Regions from separate parts of the Zea mays genome. Here region 2 is linked to region 1. Evidence: chromatin contacts called from public Hi-C data. All regions are on one chromosome and are shown on one strand. The core of a region is the stretch at or near the end of the contact, and the rest is flanking DNA. Distances in the headings are between cores, read along the strand shown. Region 1 holds the start of LOC100285538 (ATP binding protein). Region 2 holds the start of LOC100281545.

Region 1 (6,932 bases), core at 2,935-5,434:
ACAAAATGAGATTCACAGTACAAAACTAGCTGTCTAATTATTTCATGACGGGCAATGCAGAAATGATAGGTTTTCCAGGTGGAGACATGAATGACCACAATTGCTTGATTGTCAGTGATTTGCTACTCCTTGCTCCAAAACTTACGAACAGATCAGACAGAGCAACCACATGTCAACTACTGTCCATGATAACATGACACCATCTGAATGAACAGTACAGTGCATTTTGCCCCCACACATCCTAGATTTTAGAACTATATATTTGTGGACCCTTTACTCAAAGGACTTAGCATCATCATTCAAAAGATGACCCTGGACGACACATGGATGTCAATGATGGCATGATTGTAACCATAGAAACAACACCCAGAGTACAAAGCCAAAGGATGGTTTAAGTTACTTCATCCAATTGCAAATGCAAGTTATCACAGCGGTCATCACATTTTTGGTTTGGGCTGCCAAATATCAGTATACAGAAAAAAATTTATATTAACAATATGCAATTAGTATGACTTGTATTTCAATAATGTACAACTCTAATTTTAAATATCAATGATCAAATTGATATACATGATACCGAAAAAAAATAATGTCAAAGTGATATAATATCTCAATGGTCAAAACTTAATTCTTGATGCCTTGGGTTTTTCAGTTCTTACCCCACAACCTGATGATAGGAGATTTTCAGGCTGGTGGTCCAGGGTGGTCAGGCAAGTGGCTAGAGAGCTTAAGAAAGGTTTCAACTCTATGATCATTTTGTTGCCTGGAAGCTTTGGAAAAACAAGAACGCTTGTATTTTTGAGGGGGTTACACCTAGTGTTGCTGTGGTTAGTAATGAGGCAGAGGAGTGCAATCTGTGGTGCCTAGCTGGCAGGGCCGGGCCAGTAAAATCTAAGGCCCTGTACAAAATTCCGGAATATCAATCTATAAATTAGAACTATATTAATATAGGCTATAATAATATGATAAAAATATTATATTAAGAGTTGTGTCTAGCTGTCTATTCAATTTTGTATTGTATAATTTTATTTGGATAGTATTATTCTTTAAAATGAAATCTTGAACGACATTTACGTTTAAATGGAGATGTAGTCGTGATCAAAGACAAAGACACCATACAAACAACTGATTTGACTCATGAGAAGAAGATTTGCTTAGAGATTAGTTGATTTATTTTCCTTACTGAGCTAATTACTGAACTGTGTACTGGTTAAACTATTGGTGACTATTATTTTAGAGGTCTTGGAGGATTGGGGCCCTGTTCGTGGGCACGGGCCGCACATGCCTCCGCCCGGGCCTGCTAGCTGGTAACTCGGCACTTAGCTTGATGCGCGCCAAGACGAGGGGGCATAGCATCTAAACAGGTTCCCTAGGGTTGTCTAGTTTTAATGTGTGTGTGGTGTGGCTGTAACTAGGAGTGTTGGGTTCTGGCTCTTGCTCCCTCTCCCCCCCCCCCCCCCCCTCTCCATATGTAATGTTTCTTTCTTCTTCCCTAATGAAATAAAAGAACGGTACACACATGCAATCAGACATATATACCACATGCTTCAAAAAGAAAAGAAACTAAACCGGCGAGATTCCAGCAGACTAATAAGTATAAAATTTCACCTAAGGGTGCTACACTCATATATAAGAAGTAAAGAACAATTCTATGTTTGAACCAGACAGATGATATAAATCTGATTACTTTTCAATATGTACCGAGCAAGTACCAAGACTGATTCAAGGGAACTCAGAGCATTTAATGCATGTCAGGAACTATAGCACCAACAGGGCATTGCGAAAGCAAATGATTACTCGATCTCTGCTAGATTTTGTCATGCTTTCACATTATCGCTGTGGGTTTTGTTCTACTTGCAGGTAGACATGTGCAGATGAACTGGTTTCTCACAAAACTTCCCTGTGCAAGAATATTCTTACAAAATCATGAAAGCACATAAAACCCTAGAGGCATACCCGTAGAATCATATTGCATTATGTGGAATGACAAACAAAATGGTAATATAAATATATAATACTTCGCCAACAAGAATAGAATCTTTCAGAACAGAACAAAATAATAGAAAGTTTCCAAAATGTTAGAGTCTAGTTTAAATCCAAAATAGTAAAAATAAAAATAATTTTATGCACACAAGATGTATTTCTAGAAAAGTGTGGTCAGCGATTTAAGTATAGGTGGATAAACTAATGCGACACAATTAAGTTAAGGAAACATATGTTCAACAGGGGCACACTGAGAATATGTTGTCAATAACAAAACAGTATGTAGTCACAATGATTCCCCCATCAAAAGGGCAATTCATTCAGGAAAAAGATGATCGGTACAAACTATTGTACATATTTGATACACTGTGGAAACACTACACTTGTGACTCACTTGACTAACTGAAGCTAGAATTATAGAATAGCAGCAGCTTTAGAAGTGTCACCAGTATGAGAGGGCAAAAGCACTCAATGTTCCAGAGAACGAAAAAAAATCCTCGCTTCAAAACTTCTTATGAGACTGTTCCCTGATTTCTGTCAAGTTGTCTGGATTAAGTCTTGGTTTTTTTGTGCTACATCCCCCATCCTCCAGAGATTTCAACTTATTTTTTATAGCAGCTATCTTTGCAGCTGTATCAGTATATTGTGATTTGGCACCTGAACCACCTGCCAATTTCTTGTCTTTGACTGCTCTATGTGAACTTGAAGAGCCTAGAGAACTTCTCTCACTAGCAAGGTGAACTACCATTGGGCGTCCGCAGATTAACTTTCCATTCATCTTCTCCTTTGCTAACTGAGCTTCCTGAATGCTTACATCAGGTGCCAAAGGTGAGAACTGGGAATACCATAACCAACTGTCATTTGCCACAGGAGATGTATACTACAATTACCTCTTTAGTGGTGTACTGAACAAAGGCATAGCCCCGGGGTTCGCCTCTCTTTGGACCGCGTGTGTGCCACAGAAAATCCTCGGCTGTAATCTTTCCAAAAGGGGAAAACATCTTGATTACATCGGACCTGAAAAATTAACACAACGATGTTAATTAATTTGGAGAACACTAGGACAAACCTTGAAAAGAACATGCAAATAGATATACAAGAAACAAGTAACTCACTCTGACATCCTGAAGTCTAGGTTCCCTACATAGAGCCTGCACTCCAGTTTATCTGCCTCAAGACCTTTAATGTCCTGCAACTTAATTTGGTTAGAAACAATATTTATCCACGCTGAACAATCAGCTACCTTCTAACTCAGAGCAAGTTACCATTTCTGCTTGCAGCCTACGATAGCCAATTCAGTGAAAATACATCCAGGGGTGGATGGCGTATACCGGATATTTTTTGCAAAAGAAAAAACGAAGTTAGCAAGCAGCATAACACATGTAATTAGATCAGACCAATGTTATCAAACTATCTAATCAATCCTAGTTACCATGGCACTGATTGGACCAACTAATCGCGACTAATCGTAGTAGGCACCAACCAGCCCGAATCATTATAACACTGGATCAGGCCCGAACACACATAGCTTACGTTAGGGTTTGGGTGCTCTGTTGAACCACCCAGCCCATATACCGATAATTCATAAAAGCTAAGGGTAAAATGAACCATTTAGTCAATCGCTCATTTTGCATTGCTAGCTCCTGTCCCGACTCCCAGACCGTTGGTTGTTCTTCTATGCCTACTGTTTCAGGTTCTTGCCTACAAGGTTGGCTTTACATTGGTTGTAAAACATGTGGAGATCGGAGTAGGATAGAAAGTTGACTTCAATGTCTTGTCCAATTATGCTGTACAAATCCCCAAAAAACGAGAAATTTACGATCGAAATAGAGATTGCAGTTCCCAAAGTGGGGGAATCGTATTGGCGATCGTATTACCTGTCCCCTGCTGCTGCCCACCTGCCCGGTGCCCCCTGCTGGCCGCTGGCGTGCTGTCGTGCTGCACCCTTTACTCCATCGCTGATGCCCGCCTGCCAGCCCCGGTGGCCGGTGCTCCACGACGGCAGCCTCCAGCGAAACCCCACCAGCAGCCCGACGCCCCCAAGTCCCCACTTGCCGATCCGGCCTCCAGGGGACCACCTCCCGCCCGCCGGCCGTAGATTTGGTCGCTGCGCCGATCGATTCAGCCGCCGGGCCGGTAGATTTAGCTGCTCCGGCCGCCGATCGCCACTAGGCCACCAGGTTTTGGACGGTCTGCAACTGCAAGACAGGCAGTCAGGCAGACGCCACGGCCCACGAGCGAGGATGACTGCGTGGTGCGCGCACGCCAGGGCGATGCTGGAATAGTGGAATGGGATAGATACGAAGAAATTCGATGGGCTGAAACGCACAAGTTTGGAAACTCCATTTTTTCAACATATTTACATTTTCTCGAGAGAAATTAGTTCATACTCTCTAAACAAAGAAATTTTTTAGAAAAATGAGATTTTTAAACTAGCCCTAAAGGGTGTTTAAATATACTAAAACTAATACTTAGCTGCTAAAATTAGCTGAGATATCTAAACGGTCTAGCTAATAGTTCAGATATTAGCTATTTTTAGCAAATTAGTTAATAGTTATCTAGCTATTTGTTAGCTAGCTAATTTCAATATCATTTTTTAGCTAACTAACTATTATCTTCAGTGCGTTCAAACAACCAGTACTTAGCCTGGGCCACACATAGGCCAGATCGAGTTTAGGTCAAGCTTTAAGGGGTACTAGAGGTTCTATTTAGGCCATGCCTACGCCTAAATATGCCCCTGCTTTTTAAGAAAAAACTTAGTTTATTTCAAAAATAATGAGGTGATAGGAGTGAAGGACTCCTAGTTCACAGAGAAGAGTCTTCCCTTAAGTTAAGGGACACTGAGAGGAATGAGTCGAATTTAAACATAATATATAGTATGAGGGAGAAAGAGAGGACATGGCTACATGAGCTTGCTTAACTAACAGGTGAGGCGTGTGATTAAGGTTCCTCCCAATCTTGAAGATGATGTATTGGTTTCCTTCGTTGCAAGTGATGAACTTCTAAGTAAGTACTTTGATCCTCTAATTTGATGGCGAAGAGAAATTTGTATTGCTGAAAAAGGACACCCAATTCTTGATTATCTAACAAGTAATTTGGGTTCTGAAGATTGATGATTCTGAATATCCTTTCTTGACTTTAGGAACTAGTAGATTCCCTTTGAACTCGTCTTTGTCCTATCTAGTAGATCAAATAGGTTCATAACTTGTACACTAATGAGAGGTAGAGGAGGAGGGTGAGGGAGTATATGTAGCATACCTTCGGGCCCAAGGTGGACGGCGGCAGTCGAGGTCACCGTAAGATCTAGAAGTTGAGCGTCTGCTTCCTAGTTTGGTTCTACTCATCCTTGCATAGTGGGCCTTGGGGCGAAGTATATGAACTTTGGTTTCTACGGGTGCATGGCTAGGGTTTGGTGATTCTGGTCAATAGGCACTATAGAGAGCTCATGTCTCGATTGTATGTGGAGACTAGGGTTTATGGGAGAACAGGAGGTGTTGGCTTATGTGTTGACCCCTACCTCATATTTATAGTGACTGTAAGATAGGGGGCACAACTAGTGGGATAGGATTGTGCCTTTAATCAGGGCACGAGTTCGTTCTTAAGCCAATCCTTTGACCAAGCCCGAGGTCATATCCAACATTCCCCTTTTGTTCTCGGCTTTCTTGTTCTTTAACTTTCTATATTCCACCCTTTGACAAGTTGACACATTAAGCCCAATGCATTACAAAGATCAATTATGTGTCAATGAACTCATTGACTATAACATTCCCCTCAACCTTAAGGTATGGTAACTTTCTCAATCTTGTGAGATGATTATCTAATACCATCTGGTTCAAAATCATAGGTTTTCCTTTAATCCCATGTCGACTATGAGCTCTCTAAACACGCTAGGTGGAAGATCTTTTGTGATCGAATTCGCTAACATCAGATGGGTTCTTATATGCTCAAATTTAATAGTTTGATCCTATATATTTTTCTTAACAATATAACACTTGATGTCAATGTACTTGGTAGACCCTCTTGACTTGTCGTAGGAGTAAAATATTGCTGGCTCATTGTCATAGTATATTCTCAGTGGTCCTTCTACGTTATCAACCACTCTTAATTTGGGTACAAATTTCTTTACTCACATTGCATTCCCAGTGGTCTCATATGTTGCCACAAACTCAACATGCATTATCGATATGAAACGACTATCTATTTACATCCCTTCCAATAAATAGCCCAACAAGTGTAAAGATATATCCAGAAGTGAATTTTAACGTATCAACACAACTTGCCCAGTCGACATTTGAATAACTGACTATCTCAAAGGAACTAGATATTCTATATGTAAGCATGAGGCCTTTTACTTCTTGCAAATATCTTAGAGTCTTCTTAATTGCTTTGTAGTGCTCTATATCTAGATTGACTTGATATCTCCCATGCATCATGGTTAGGGATGAAAACGGTCGGAAACGGTATTTTTTCGGTAACCAGTTTTTAGTCGTTTTTCGAATAAATAGGATATAGAATATACAATACAAATTTGTATTCTTGTTTTTAACATCCAGCTTGTTAAGATTCATAAAATATAAACCTCAAATTCATCCTACATTTTCTTAGATAATAGATATAAATTTCGGTATGGATTCGGAAATAAATCCGGTAATTTTTTCAACTTTTTGTGTTGTAGGGAGCAAATAATACATAAAACAATGTATGTAATATTTTATTCATATTTGTACTAATGTGCTTGATAACATAACAAAAGATCAACATCAAATTTTATACATATCTATTTTAAAATATTAAATTTGTCCTAACAGTTCGGATTACCACTTTCATCCCTAATCCTGGTTGTAAAAGGCTAAGTTAGAGCGAGTAAAAATTTGAGCAAACATAATACTTTTAATAGCTGAAACATACATTATGACTCCATCTAATCTATCTCATACTAATTCTTAAGG
Region 2 (6,932 bases), core at 2,372-4,871, 230 kb after region 1:
AGCTATGCTTAACAAGTCAGTTTCTTGATCAATGACGACGAGGGATAACCTAAGCACATTATTACATTAATTATTGTATTGAGAAAGAAATAGAGTATCGTCCCGATATGATTTATCCATGGATATTACGGCTGCTCCTAATTAATTAAAGCACCATATATAACCATGTAATGGTATCTTATTTTGTTTCAGTTGGGGATGCTAATATAGTGAGAAAATAGTATTGCAACAACCAGGCAAGTAGCATATATCTATGGGGATAACTAACTAGGAGTACATAAGCGCAAAGTATAACAACCCATAACTGTCCTTGACATATGATATTACCTTTGCTGAAGAATAGTAATAGATCACTAATAAGGTACTCCATCCATTCTCACATACTCCTTCCATCCCATAATTATTGTAGGCATATTTTATATAGGCAAAATTTTAATTTCACAAACTTTAATCGCATATTATACACAAGAGTAGAACATACTACTTGCATTGATAGATTTGTATCCAAACCGAAGTGTCTATGAGAAATATTGAGACGCAACTTACTGTAGAAGAAAATAGGGGTCAAATTTTATTTTATTTAACTTTTGACCTATCAAAATATACTTAACATTTTTGAATGAAGGAATGAAGTGTATATATATACTTCATGGATAGATAGTAAACGAACTTTAGAAACTTTTGGCATAAAAATACGGAGAAGTACTATTTGGCGGATGAAATTGAAAAGGTGTGGTTAATAAATTTATCACAGTAAATATATGTATTGAAAAAAAATCAAAATATACTTAACGGGAGTAGTAAATTCATTTGTATTAAGTTATGAAAAAAAATCATATAATTATATGTCCAACTTTAATGGAAATAAAATGTATATGGCTCAGAATTAATGATGTCATATATAACAGAGCACGGGGTAAAATGTTACTTCCTTCATTTCAAATTATAAAATTATTTTTTTAGATATATTATATTATATTTATTATTTATTCAGGATATAATATGTATTTAAATGCATACTAAAAGTTGTGCATTTATAAAAGCTTGATCGCTTTAGTTTTATAATTTGGGACGAAGAAGAACGCGAAGCACTATTTTTAGGAGTAGCTAGCACGATTCACATGGATGATTGCTACTAGCCTCTTTAGTTTGTTAGGGCGGTACGACTTGTCTTGGATGGGTGTTTAGGCACGGCCGGGCGAAGATTATCTTAACTTGGGCGCCAATCCTATACACAAAAGCGTGCAAATTTACTGAGCGGGATGGAAGGAGCAAGAGTTCGGAACGATGATATTACGGGTGCAAGAAGTGCTCGAACATCCACGCCCGGAGGATGGAGACGGCGCGCTCCGGCAGGCCGCGCTGCGGTCTCCACGGCTGGCTCTCGAGGACGACGCCGGTCTGGTACGCCCGGTGCTGCCGCAGGCACTGGTCGATGACCCGCAGCCTGGGCGTGGTCTCCCCCTTGTTGGCCATCATCCCGGCCGCCGCCGGGACGACGCCGCCGTCGTCCGCGTCCTTCTCGCCGAGCGCCCGGCGCACCGCCTGCATCTGCGCCGCCACTCCGTCCCTCACGCTCCGGAAGTGCCTGGATATCGTCCGCTGCGCCAGCCTCGTGTACGCCGCCGCCGCCCGCTCCCCGGCCACCGCCTCGAAGGACCCCGCCACGGCCCTCATCTGCTCCCGGTACCTCCGGTACCTTCTCTCCACCTGCATCGTCGTACGTCACCGTTAAAGTTAGGGAGAGCACCACCAACCATATTGGACGCCATGCCATGCCATGCCATGCAAAGGAACCAAGCTCTCGATCGATCACAAACGGCAACAGCTAGCTTCCCGGATTGATGACACTGTAGCTGTCTGCTGGTATACTCGTGTAAGTACTCGACTTTGACTAGTGCAGTGACTCTGGCTAGCTGCACCTACCAAATGAATCGCACTGTACAGCCGTGCAGCATATACGTACTGGAACAGCAAGCAGGGTAAATGTGAGAGGGATTAAGACGAGGGAGCAGGAGACGGGCACCGACTGAAGAAGTGAAGATAGGAGGAGAGAGAGAGAGTAGACCAGTTATGGAGCAGCCGAGCAGTGCTGCTAGCTATGCAGAGATCTGGAGCTGCAGATGCAGGGTGATGGGGTCATGACACGGCCCTGCTGATCTGCGGGAGCCTACAGCGGTGCAGCCTACAGGTTACCCTGTACAGATGCGTTGGAGGCTAAGGAATGGAGGTTTCCAAAAGCAGATGGCAAGGCCAGTAGGTGTCTTCAGACAAGCCATAACTGAACTCCCAGTTGCATGCAGCTTTTCAGATTTCCAAGGACAAGTAGCAAGGGCTCCTGATCCTGCTGCTGGACATGTGGCCTGTGCGCGCCTGCTGTTGCTGCCTGAGAGAGGGTTTGAGGCATGATGACTGATGACTGATGAGCGATCGGAGAAAGAGGAGGACCTCTTGGAGCATGGCGTAGAGCTTGGCTTTGAGCCTCTGCAGCTCGGCCGCATCCATGGCCTGGATTATCTGCTGCGACGGGGCCGCCGCCGAGGACGAGGAGCCGACGCCGTCCTCCACGCTCGCTGGCTTCGCGGGCGTGCTGGTGACGGTGTCCACGGGCAGGGTGCAGAACTCCTGCAGCAGCTGCTGCGTCGGGCGCAGGAACCTGGAGCCGCGCAGGTGCCACGCGCCCTGCTGCTGCGGCTGTGGCCACGCCCCCGGCGGCTGGTGCTGCTGCGCCTGCGGTACGCCGCCGAGATGGTGGTGGTGGTGGTGCAGCGCCAGCGGCGCGGCGTCGGCGGTCCCGTCGTCGTGGAGCGACAGCGACAGCGGCGCCTGGAGAGCCTGCCGGAGGTGGTCGTCCCCGAAGTGCCCGCCGACGACGGGAGAAGCGACGTCGAGACCGAGCGCGGCCTTGCCGCCGTGCGCCGCCATCATCGCGGCCGGCGGCATGTGGCCCCTGGCCCCGTACATCTCCACCCCGGGCTGCTGGTGGTGCGGCTGCAGGCCGTAGAGGTGAAGACCCTCCTCCCCGCCGCCGCCGACGTCCACCTCCGGCACGAACGTCGCCACGGCGCCGGCCGCCGCCGCGAAGTAGTCCGCGTACGCGAAACCTGGCTCATCATGCGCCATGTGTCTATGTGTAGTTGTTGTGGCCGGGAGCCCGGGACGACCGGGGCGGGCGAGGCGGGAGAGCGGGATTACGACGTACGTGTAGCCGCAGGCAGCCCAGCGCGCCCGCCGGCTGGCCGGGTGCCGAACTGCCGATGGATGGATGGATGGCTTGACGTACGTTACACTACACTGGAGATGAAAAGCTCAGCGCAGAATCGAAAGGCGGAGTAAAATAGTACAAAGGCGCGCAAGGCAAAGCAGCAGAGCCGAGGGAGCTAGGGGGAAGGGAAAAGGAAGCGAAGGAGACGGACGCAGCAAACGCTAGCAGCGTCGGCAGCGACGACGCACGCACCTTTGCGCCAGGGCGAGGGAGGAGAGCTCAGGGCCATAGCTTTTCGGGCTGGGGAGGGATGATAGGCGGATAGACAGCGCCAGTGCCAACACTCGCTCATATACTCCGCGTGAGGTACTGCTAGCTCCTCTGAACCACTTGGAGAATTGGACAACTACTGGCTAGTGTGCGGATGCGGACTAGTATAGTACACAGTCGCAGCTAGAAAGACGAGACGAGAGGAGAGAGCGAGAGGCGGGCGATCCCCCCCGCCGACGAGCTAGTGAAGCAGCGACCGATGAGCGATCCTCTCCTCGCTCGCTCGCCCGTCGGTCGTCGCTCGATCGGTTAGATAGCTAGCTGGCTGGTGCCTGGTGGCGGTTGCAGCGTCACTGTTTCGATCGTTAGTTCGTTCCGACAGATTCTCTTCCCCCGCCTGCTGATTGCTCCTCCACCCCACCCCCACCTGTGCCGCGCCATGAGCGTACGTGTGCTTACTACTGTACCAGTAGTGTTTACAATACCTGGCGATGGCAGTTGGCACTTGGCAGGATGGCCAGTGTATATGACATGATGCCTCCAGATTGTGCAAACGAAACGATGGACCGATGCATAGCATTAGCATAGGCGTGCGTGTCCAACAGCGGCCGGCGGGGAAGCGAGCGCTAGCAGTACTAGTACGACTAGTTGCCTGCCTCCCAGACTCCCAGTCCCAGCTGGCGCCGAGCCGCCGACGGTGGGGCCAGGAGACCTACGTCCGTGGTCCACGCCTGCCAACTAACCGCCATTTAAAAAACAGCCTGATGGAGGCAACGGTGGGGGCCAGCTGCTCCCGGACGCTGTCCATGGGCGTGGGGCCGCCACGTAACTCTCATACACCTTCCATGATTTTGCTTCCTCCTTAATCCGGCTATAAGTGCGCAATCCTTCCGCGGATTGACTTCATAAGCAACGCGCCCCCGTCTATTCTACTATTCCAATCATGTCGATCGAGCACCTTTTATAGGATGAAGTAGAAACAAAATAAGCTACGGGCATATCTTTACACTATCAAATCAAATCAGACTCTTTTGTCGAGTGTCTAGCGTTTTGGCGAGAGCAATTTATCGGACACTCTCAGCGAACAAAGACACTCGACACAGACCTCCTATGCCGAGTGCAAAACACTCGGCATACACTGGTGCTCGGCAAAGGGGGCATTGCCGAATGCCAAGCTCTTGGTGAAATACAACGCTCGGCAAAGGTCCATCAACAACCGTCTACAGTTGATGATTGTTAACTGTCAGCAAACTAACTTCTTTGCCGATGAACTTGGGTAGGCTGAGCTTTGAAACATCATGTAAAGAGCTGCGGTTTTCAGGCCCCCGTCATGCCCAAACAGAGGACTACGCCTCTCATCGTGATGTTCGGACAAGGTCACGAGGAGGATCAGATGTTGCAGTTCCACAAGCTCATGGTGAGCCGCTGTGCTGAGGTGGTTGGTGAGCTGAAGCGACAGTCCATCATTTACCACCTATAGTAGTTTTTGTGTGGCTAGACAGAGAGGGGAAACAGTCTACTATCGGGCCACAGTGAAGCCAGTCTTGTCTAGCCAGAAGTTTGTGCTTTTGCCATTGCCAAGGACGACAGAGGTAATAGCTCTGTATAAAGGGATGACTTGTTGAAGGTTTCTCCAGTGTTCGCCAATAGGGCGGATAGTGTTGTCTTCTTGGACCTAGGCTACCCAAGATGAGCAGGCAGGCAAGTGAAGTTTGTGAATCAGCTTCATCAGAAGACATGTGTTCTAGAGCCCCATGTCTTTTACACCTAGGCCCCCCTTTGTTGCTTATTACCCGAGCAGATAGTTTCCCATGATGGAATAAGTCTTGAGCATCTAGAGGACAACATTCGGTTTTTGACTGTCCTCTGTAGTCTCTTTAGCATCTAGAGGACAACATTCGCTTTTTGACTGTCATCTGTAGTCTCTTTAGCATCTAGAGGACAGCAGTCGCTTTTTGACTGTCCTCTGTAGTCTCTTTAGCATCTAGAGGACAATCCTGTTGTGTAGTGTGTATGTGTGAGAGAAGGTGTGGTAGTGCAACCTCTAGGGCTATAAATATGTGTCTCCAACCCTTAGATGGGTATGGCATTGTGTAGTGTTTGAGGAAATAAATAGAAAAATTGCCCCAACTCATATTGTCATCCTCTTGATGAGAGTTAGAGTCCCTCTACTTACAATTGGTATCGGAGCCAAACTATCATGCAGCTTAAATATTTCTTGCTCATCTCCTTCCCGCGCCTCTCTACACACTCAGTCGGCAACAAGAGCTCCAATTGTTCCTTCCTCTCCTGCTCAGACGAGCAGCCTTTCGTTTGAGACAGCCTCTTCCACACGCAACGACCCATAACTAGCCCACCATGTCCCTACGCTCGGTCGCTTCGAGTGCGCGGCGCCAGCAAGAGGCCGAGGTCGCCGTGGCACAAGAACACGAGCGAGCAGCAGCGGCGGCTGCAGCGACAGCGGCGAGGGCAGCACGGCTGGCGGCGGCAGAACTGGCAGCAGCGAGAGCGGAAGTAGAAGCAGCGGAGGCGGTGGATGCTGCATGTGCGGCGGCGACAGAGCTCGAGGTTTTGCACGACAGTAGAGCTGGCAGCTCTGCTTCTGTCGACGACAACACCGACGAAGAGCTTAGGCTGGCGAGGGAAGCAGCGCGAGAGCAGGCGGCACAGTGGGCAGCTGCGCATCCCCATGGGGGCATGCATGGCGGCAACCCAGATAGGCATCGACGTGCTAACGGCGCTCCGGGCGAGAGCGCCCGCAGCGGCAGCCCAGACGGGCGTAGACACGCCGGCGCTGCTCCCGGCGGCGGCTACCGAGTCGATGGAGATCGCGGCCTCTACAGGCGACGCGACTCTCCCTCCCCGGATAGATACCATGGTTGCCGCATGGATCAGGCCATTGTCAGGGACATCGGTCCCGGCGGTGGGTGGCCTACCCTCACCAAGACCAACTACGTTGAGTGGGCCGCGGTGATGTGGGTACGGCTCTAGGTTTGCCACATGTGGGAAGCAGTTCGGTACGGCGAAGTCGACTACCACGAGGATCATCGGGCACTGGATGCCCTCATTGCTGCAGTCCCGCCCGAGATGCAGTTTTCGCTTTCCTAGAAGCGGGTTGCCAAGGAGGCTTGGGACGCCATCACTGTGACCCGCATCGGCAGCGACCGTGCCCGCAAGACCACACTGCAGGCACTTCGCAAGGAGTGGGAGAACCTGGCCTTCAAGCCAGGTGAGGATGTTGATGACTTTGCTCTTCGCCTCAACACTCTGTTGCATAAAGATGGTACAGTTCGGCGACGACACCTACGATGAGGATAGAGCTGTTGAGAAGCTCTTCTGTTGCATCCCCGAGAAGTACAAGCAGATTGCTCGCTCGATCGAGTCTCTGCTGGACCTCTCCACGATGACGATCAAAGAGGCAATAGGTCGTCTCAAGGTGGTCGACGACGACGAACCA

The links. A called contact is a pair of places that touch in the nucleus more often than the background predicts.
Region 2: a contact with region 1 is called in a Hi-C map of leaf, with 5 times the contacts expected there. The contact joins the promoter of LOC100281545 here to the promoter of LOC100285538 in region 1. A contact is called at or near these places in 3 of 25 Hi-C or Micro-C datasets (ear and leaf).

Annotation. Positions count from the first base shown.
Region 1 is chr1:83,533,326-83,540,257 of Zm-B73-REFERENCE-NAM-5.0, forward strand. LOC100285538 (ATP binding protein) reads right to left here and starts at 4,185. Exons shown (of 5, transcript NM_001158429.1): 1 at 3,861-4,185; 2 at 3,249-3,264; 3 at 3,099-3,172; 4 at 2,874-3,000; 5 at 2,236-2,785. The coding sequence starts at 3,251. The coding sequence ends at 2,486.
Region 2 is chr1:83,761,204-83,768,135 of Zm-B73-REFERENCE-NAM-5.0, forward strand. It overlaps LOC100281545, which reads right to left and starts at 3,622. Exons shown (of 5, transcript NM_001367262.1): 1 at 3,458-3,622; 2 at 2,449-3,294; 3 at 1,298-1,710. The coding sequence starts at 3,123.